Linked DNA regions of Mus musculus: region 2 is linked to region 1. The links are chromatin contacts, called in public ChIA-PET maps. All regions are on one chromosome and are shown on one strand. Each heading gives the region's core, a stretch centred on a gene start, on an enhancer-like site or on the middle of the called end of the contact. The rest is flanking DNA. Distances are from core to core; before and after follow the strand shown. Region 1 has its middle 41 kb from the start of Dld. Region 2 holds the start of Cbll1 (Casitas B-lineage lymphoma-like 1).

Evidence for each region. ChIA-PET counts read pairs in DNA pulled down with a chosen protein or histone mark.
Region 2: an RNA polymerase II ChIA-PET map of effector CD8 T cells shows a contact between it and region 1, with 42 read pairs. The contact joins the promoter of Cbll1 here to the enhancer-like site in region 1. A contact is called at or near these places in 4 of 39 promoter capture datasets (the 3T3-L1 cell line, 3T3-L1-derived adipocytes, second pharyngeal arch cranial neural crest and 1 more), 8 of 484 Hi-C or Micro-C datasets (the C10 cell line, the C2C12 cell line, colorectal tumor organoids and 5 more), 10 of 115 datasets of contacts at active chromatin or transcription factors (a beta-TC-6 cell line, bone marrow-derived dendritic cells, bone marrow-derived macrophages and 7 more) and 3 of 9 other capture datasets (adipose tissue, liver and pancreatic islet).

Annotation. Positions count from the first base shown.
Region 1 is chr12:31,390,328-31,393,998 of GRCm38.p6, forward strand. No RefSeq gene overlaps it. Among named protein-coding and RNA genes, the nearest start is that of Dld, 41 kb to the left of the region's middle. Within about 2 kb of position 2,139, at least 15 of the 459 cell types and tissues checked have an H3K27ac peak or open chromatin away from gene starts, as enhancers often do. A contact at or near this core is called in effector CD8 T cells and memory CD8 T cells, where this site is marked.
Region 2 is chr12:31,497,314-31,500,970 of GRCm38.p6, forward strand. It overlaps Cbll1 (Casitas B-lineage lymphoma-like 1), which reads right to left and starts at 2,303. Exons shown (of 6, transcript NM_001253847.1): 1 at 2,210-2,303. The coding sequence starts at 2,222. It overlaps Gm40362 (a long non-coding RNA gene), which reads left to right and starts at 2,307. Exons shown (of 2, transcript XR_872643.3): 1 at 2,307-2,533.

The DNA of each region.
Region 1 (3,671 bases), core at 889-3,388:
TTTTACTCAGCAGAACTCAACTGAGAGTCCTTCGTAGATTTCCACAATCATTAATTCATTAATCTCATCATTTTACTGAGTGCTAAATTTGTTGTCAGATAGTCAATAGCTATTTATTAGGCTTGACACTGTCCCAGGTACTGAGGCTACAGCAGTAATTAGAAGAACCTGAGTCCAGCCTTTAATGAGTAATATCACAGTGTAGGGATGAGGGGGTTGGGGAGGAGCAGATGGGGTGATAAGCACATAAATAGATGTTTTTCAATTTAATTTCAAGAACTGATAAGCGTGGAACAGCTCTGATAGATGGGATAGAGTGGGGGGGGGGGGCTGAGGGAACTGGCTTACCTAGAACGGCTTGTTAAAGGGCTCTCCCAAGAAGAGATGAGGCTTAAAACCAGATGATGGGTAAAACCAAGCATGCCAAGATCTGGGCAAAAAGACAACAGAAGAAGGAACAGTGAGTGCCAAGGCCAACAGGAGCCAAGATTAGTGTGTGCAAGAAACAGAGAGAAGACTAAAGGAACTGGAGTGCCTTCTACCAGAAGCAAGTCACCCAGAAGGTCCAGACAAGGAGCCCAGTAAGGTAGGTCTGATGGGCCAGAGCCGGAGAATGAGTTCTGAGCTGTTTATAAAGGGGAAACTTTGAGGGTTTTAAATCAGAAAGATTTATAAAACGTTCTCTGCTATCTGGTGGATGGAATGAATGTTCGAGACACAGGGAGGTGGCTTAAGACACAGACAGTGGGACCTGGGTATGTAGTTTACTTAGTGCCTGGCATGCTTAAAGACCTGGACTCAAAACTCTAGCACAACATAAATCCAGCATTGTGGCCATGTCTGTAATCCTAGGATTCGGGAGGTGGAGTCAGGAAGGTCAGAAGTTCAAGGTCATCCTCAGCTATATACCGAGACCGGTCTGGAACACACGAGACCCTATCTAAAGGAAGAGGAGGAGGGGGGGGAGGAGGAGGAGGAGGAGGAGGAGGAGGAGGAGGAGGAGACGACAAGAGCAGTTCAAGGTAGGAAAGAATGACCTGACGATTCATGCCTGTAATCTCAGCACTCTAGAGAATGGAGAATTCCAGGCTAGCCTGGGCTACATAATGAGGCACAAAATCAATGGAGACAGGAAGATGTGTCTGGACCCTTCCTCGGCAGCCACTATACAGCTATGGTGACTTGACCAGGATGGTAGCAGCTCAGATAGTAAGCAATGCTCAAATGTAATACTTTCATGATACCGTAAGAACAAAAGAAAAAAAAAAAACATGCCCAAATAAACAAACGCTAGCATTAATTTATACAAAGATTTCATTTTACCAATTTTATTAGTGTGAGTCCAAGAAAACACACCAAAATTCAAAACTATATTAAAAACACAAACTAGGTCAGTGCCTAATCTGTACAGTGCAGGTGAGCTGGGGACGGAACCCCAGGGGAACTGCTTAGCCATAGGGCACATCCTGTACCATTAGCCAACATAAGCTTGTGGTTCCCCTTGCCTCTACTTTTTGGGGCAGAACCGAAAGCAATGAACACACACGCACACACACGCTCACGCATGAATGCTCACGCTCGAGCACACACATCTAGATGCTCTCAAGTGACACCGAAAAGTAAAGAGCTTGAATGTCGGTTAATAAAAAGGACAGAAAAGGGCTCGTCTCCATGGTCAAAGTCATGCCGTACCACTCTTCTGAACTTTATGGTCTATCGCTGGGAAGCATTATACAATCAATTCACAAACTGTGCTGAGTGTCTAACCAGAGCAAACTACAGCCAATCCCTGCTTCCCTCTGGCCTTCAGCTTTTCCGCCCAGACGTGCTCCCTTCTGATGGGACATTAAGTCTCATGTGAAAGATACCTGGCGCCGAGCTCTGAGATTATCATTTTGATCATCTGACAGCTGCTTTTCCAGCCAGTCCAGCCTCCCTTGTAAACACAGGTCTGTTCTAAAGACATGAAGGAGTGCATCTTAATGAAGTGTTCCGATCTTCTAGCTGTTCAGAACCTTGTTTGTTTCAAAACAGCTAACCAGTACTTCAACCACACACACCACTCCTCCTCCTAGACCACCAACAGGTCAGACCGGAAGAACAGCTGATAGCGCTTTCCTTGCCCTCCGCTATCCCACCTCTACCCTACCCCACTTCCTGTTTACATTTTGGTTTTCTTGTTTCCTAGTACTGAAGATCAAGTCAGAGCCTTGTGAGTGCCCAGCAGGTGTACTATCCCTGGGTTACATCCGGAGCTCTGCTTTTATTTGCTGTAGCTTTGCTTGGTTTTGTTTTGATTTGTTTTGAGGCGGCACCTCCAGCCCCAATGAGCCTGGGACTCCTAATATAGCCAAGGATAACCTTGACTTTCTGAGACTTCCTGAGTAGTGAGATTACAAGTGTGCACCACCATGACAATTTACACAGTGCCAGGAGCTGCGCCTTGGACTTTGTGGGTATCTACCAACTGAGCTACCCATTTGGCCATTCTTACTTTGTTTTTAAGATAGCGAGCGCTCTCTCTGATCCATTTTACCTTCACCTCTGCAGGAATATCATACACACTGTTGGAAAGGGGTTGACTCTGAGCAGGAGTAGGGTTTGTTGTGTGTCATGTTTGTATTTGCTCAGCCCGTAGCAAGAGAGGAGAGATGGAGAGCAGAGCAATGCCCAGGAGCTCTTCTCTCCATGAATTTACTCCAGGGATGTGACCGGTCATGCTCCAAAGGTACCTCTGTAGGCTAGGAGACCAGAAAATACTTCTCAGAGAAGAAAGCAAACGAACAGCTAGAAAAAGGATGGAGAGAAAACCAGGCCGCTTCCCGAGCTGTCTAGACGAGGATGGTCTCTCTATGCCCCAACCCTCGTGCCCCAGCCATAAAATAAGTGTAGGCTACTGAGAGCTCATTCACGGTCCAGCCTTGGTTCCTTCTGGAAAGGCTTCACACCTTAATGAGCTCTTTTGAAAGGCAACGTGAAGTTCCTATCATCTACTGATCTGAAGCTATTCGTCTGAAAGAATGTATTTGGCACAATAGTGGAACATGGGGCAGGAGAGGAGGAAGGGAGGAAAAGGAAAGAAAGACAGGGAAGAGGAAAAGAGAAGGCAAAGGGAAAATGGAGAAGATGAGGGAAAGGAGGAGAATAGTGTGTGTGTGTGGGGGGGGAGGTGTTATGTGTATGTGTTTATGTCTGTGTGTAGAGGTTGTATATGTGTGTATGTGTGTATATATGTGTGTATGTATATATATATATATATATATATGTGTGTGTGTGTGTGTGTATGCTCATGTGTATATATGTGTGTATTTATGTGTGTATGCATGTGTATATATGTGTGTATGTATGTATATATGTGTGTGTGTGTGTGTGCGCATGTGTATATATGTGTGTATGCATGTGTGTATGCATGTATATATATGTGTGTATGTATGTATATATATATATATGTGTGTGTGTGTGTGTGCGCATGTGTATATATGTGTGTATTTATGTGTGTATGCATGTGTATACATGTGTGTATGTATGTGGGGTGTGTGTGTGTTGCCAAGCCTGGAACCTGGGGCCTTGTGCCTGACAAGCAAGGGTTCTACAACTGAACTGTAGGAAGAATTAATTGATAAAGTGAGATAGTACCTGGTTTTGCTCATGCCACCCCAGTCAAAATTATT
Region 2 (3,657 bases), core at 1,053-3,552, 110 kb after region 1:
AATGTGCAGCAATTAAAACTGAAGCACGCCGGGCGTAGTGGCGCACGCCTTTAATCCCAGCACTTGGGAGGCAGAGGCAGGCAAATTTCTGAGTTCAAGGCCAGCCTGGTCTACAAAGTCAGTTCCAGGACAGCCAGGGCTACGCAGAGAAACCCTGTCTCAAAAAACCAAAAAAAAAAAAAACAAAAAAACTGAAGCACTAGGAGACTTTGTCATAACTGATTTAAAATCTAGAAAAGCTAACATTAAACAGAAAGGAGAGCTGTCTGGAAACACTTTTTTGTTGTTTTTTGTTTTTCGAGACAGGGTTTCTCTGTATAGCCCTGGCTGTCCTGGAACTCACTTTGTAGACCAGGCTGGCCTTGAACTCAGAAATTTGCCTGCCTCTGCCTCCCAAGTGCTGGGATTAAAGGCGTGCGCCACCACCACCGGGCCCTGAAACTCATTTTTTAACCTTAGCTAGGTCAGTAGTGATTATTTTCATGTTAGAATAATTTTTATTTCCCCAGGCAATCTTTGGCTAATAACTTAGAAACTAGGGTAATACTTTTACCCATGCAGTATCAAGACACTCTACTGGGAAACTCAGGTTTTTTTCATTTCTCTCACATACTTCCACAAACCAACCTATTAGCAGCTGCTGGATTCTCCACCAAAATATTTGTGGCAACTGCCTACTCTATGTCCTGCTCCCACTCCCCCTGCCTACTCTCTCTGTCCTGCTCCCATTCTCCCTACGGCGTTGCTGGGGACCCGTGCTAGCTGGTTAAGTTGCTCTACCACTGAGCTTCGATTCAACTAAACTGAGCCTCCCTCTGTGGCACTGCAACCACCCATAGATGATTTATACTTACTTCTGTTGTTCCTCTCCTACACCATTCTCCATAGAAGAGTCAAAATTGTTGCTTCATAGCCACTTAAACCCTTTATCATGATTTTCAAAGTCCTGAAAAAGGTAATTTGTGTTCTCCTTCTCAACTTAAAGCTAACTAGTCTACCGACATTTGGTCCTCTCTATACCTTCCTACCATTCCAAAAACACCTTTCCCTGGCACTCTGAAACTTCCTACTCCATGGGCATTCATTTCTCTCTCTTTTCTTTTCTTTTCTTTTTTTTTTTTTTTTGGTTTTTCGAGACAGGGTTTCTCTGTGTAGTCCTGGCTGTCCTGGAACTCACTCTGTAGACCAGGCTTGCCTCAAACTTAGAAATTCGCCTGCCTCTGCCTCCCAAGTGCTGAGATCAAAGGCGTGCGCCACCACTGCCCGGCAAGCACCTGTTTCTAAAAGTTCTCACCACAAATTGTAAACAGCTGTTAAAGAAGAAACCAATCTGCTTGTCTCCTTTGACAGAATGAAAACTCGAAGACAAGAACGTAGTCTTATTGTTTACCATTCCACCATTCTATCTCCAAGCCTACAAGTATCTGCATGCAATTATATAACTTAGTGTTTGAAGACTGGGCGCACTCAGTCAATTCCTAAAGAAAAAGCCTTTCCTCCTGCTTGGCGATAAAACTGTCTGAAGCACTCAAAGCCAAGTGCTAAAACTAAAACCAAGAAAACGAAGCCAGCAGAAATGAGGTTTGAAGCTACTCGTAATATGCGATGTCCCCAAAAGATGCGAAAGGACCACGGCCGAAGGACCGGGCATGCTTTGAGTTCCGGTAGAAAAGATGCTCCGCTTATAACTTCGAAAACTATATCCGACTCTCTTCTCTAACCACTAGTCCGCGAAAAGCCAACAAGACAATAACCACAGGCGGTGACCACTGCAGCAGCCGCCCGAAGCCGAGAGGCAGCAGGAAGTCTCCAACCCACTCTCGCCCAGAGTCCGGACGCTTCTCCAATTCCGAGAGTGGAAAACGCCCGCCTATTTCCCCAGCAAAAGTGCAAAGCAACCGGAATGAGAACAAAAACAAAAACAAAACTGGGACCCTCCCTTTCCAACAAGTCTGCGCGGAGGAGGGTCCCGAAACGAGCTCAGCGGCACCAAAGGAGCCGTGCTGCCGGTCTCCAGGATGGAGGCACCGCTCCGGAGGGTAGGCCGGGAAGCAGCAGACTCAGCCCGGGACCGGGTCTGAGCTTGCTTCCTCTCCGCCACGTCCCGGCGCAGTGGGGCGAGCATAGCCCCTTGTGCCTGCTGGGCGACCAGTCCCACACGAGCCACGGGGGCAAGAAACTAGGACCCCCGCTGCCTCCGCCTCCTTACCAGTGTGATCCATGATTCGGCTCGCGGGGCACAGTGGGAACGGAAGTCAGTCGCTCCGGAGTCGCAGTAAGCGCCTGCGCCCTACCTTCCGGAGCGCAGAGGCGGAAGTGCGCCCGAACTGCTCTCACGGGCTTCCCTCCCTAGCCGTAGCACCCGACTCCGGCGAAGGAGTCAGACATAGCCAGGACTGAGGCGGGAAGAGGGGGAACACGAGGGTTTTGGTGTCGAGGCTGCTAGTTCTCCCCAGAGGCAGCCCTCAGCTGTAGGAATGATACTTCTCGCAGTGAGAAAGCAATAGGAACCAAAGGGAAGCGCGGCAGGCAGGTAAGCCGCCGCCCGCCCCCCTGCGGCGCGAGGCCTTCTGGGATTTGTAGTCCGCCCAGAGCGCAGTCTCAGCCGTTGGGCTGGTCCCACCCCAGCGGGCGGAGTAACGGTTTGGAATGCCCCCCGGATCCGCCGCCGGGTGTAGAGAAGTGTAAACACGCACGCTCCGTGGGTGCCCGAGGGAAGCTGTGTTAGGCGTCCGGGAGGGAGGCAAGGTCCTCATTGTCTAATTGTGCTTTGTCCTGAGGAACCCCAACGCCCACTCGACACGCGCGTTTGCCCTGGCTCCCACCGTAGTTTCTCAACTGAATCGCGTGTTACAATGCTAACTAGCCCATGGCTCTAGAGAACACCACCAGGCTCCTGGAATCCCTGCTAAAGCTGGAGGGAGCACCAGGAGGTCCCCGTTCAACGAAAATACAAAGCAGTTGTGTGCAAAGGGGGTGAAGGAGGGAAGATAGGGACCGATGGAGTCGGAGGGAGAGCGTTAGAGCTTGACTAGAAGGAAGAGATGAGAAAGGGCAGGCCCCGACTGAAGAAAAGAGAGTTACCACAACAGGCGGTACCTAGTTCCAGTTCTTGGTCCCTGGGGTCTGTGGTTGCCGCTTTCATCTTGCTCAGCCAAAACAAAGAAGAGTGTCAACGGCGACTGCTGAAGACCTTCAGAGCACCCCCCACCTCGATTTGGCTCATAATAGGTCTTCTGCCTTCCCCAGCCCTTCACACTTGAAGCTCTCGTATGAGTAGAAAGGAACACAATTAGTGGAAAACATCAGCCTAGGAGTCAAGGGATTTGGGCTCTATGCTTGTCCCTTGGTGACGACATCGTTACCTTGGGTTGTTCACGCTTTCAGTGCCAGAGTTCCTAGATCAATAAAACATTATTATGTTGGCCTTTCTTAAAAATATTTTCACAGTACTCAATTCTGAATCAAGTATGTGTAGCAATGTGTTGTGTGCGTTGCACAGTAACAACGGTGACTAACACTGCAGTGATCCTAGTGTAAGTATACCATGTTATTTAGTGATTGTCTTAATTGTGGTCTTTTCCAAGACTCCCACTCATTGCGGCTTTACAAACAAGGTTGTAGGTACACTCAAATAAGGACATTTCTAAGTCGATA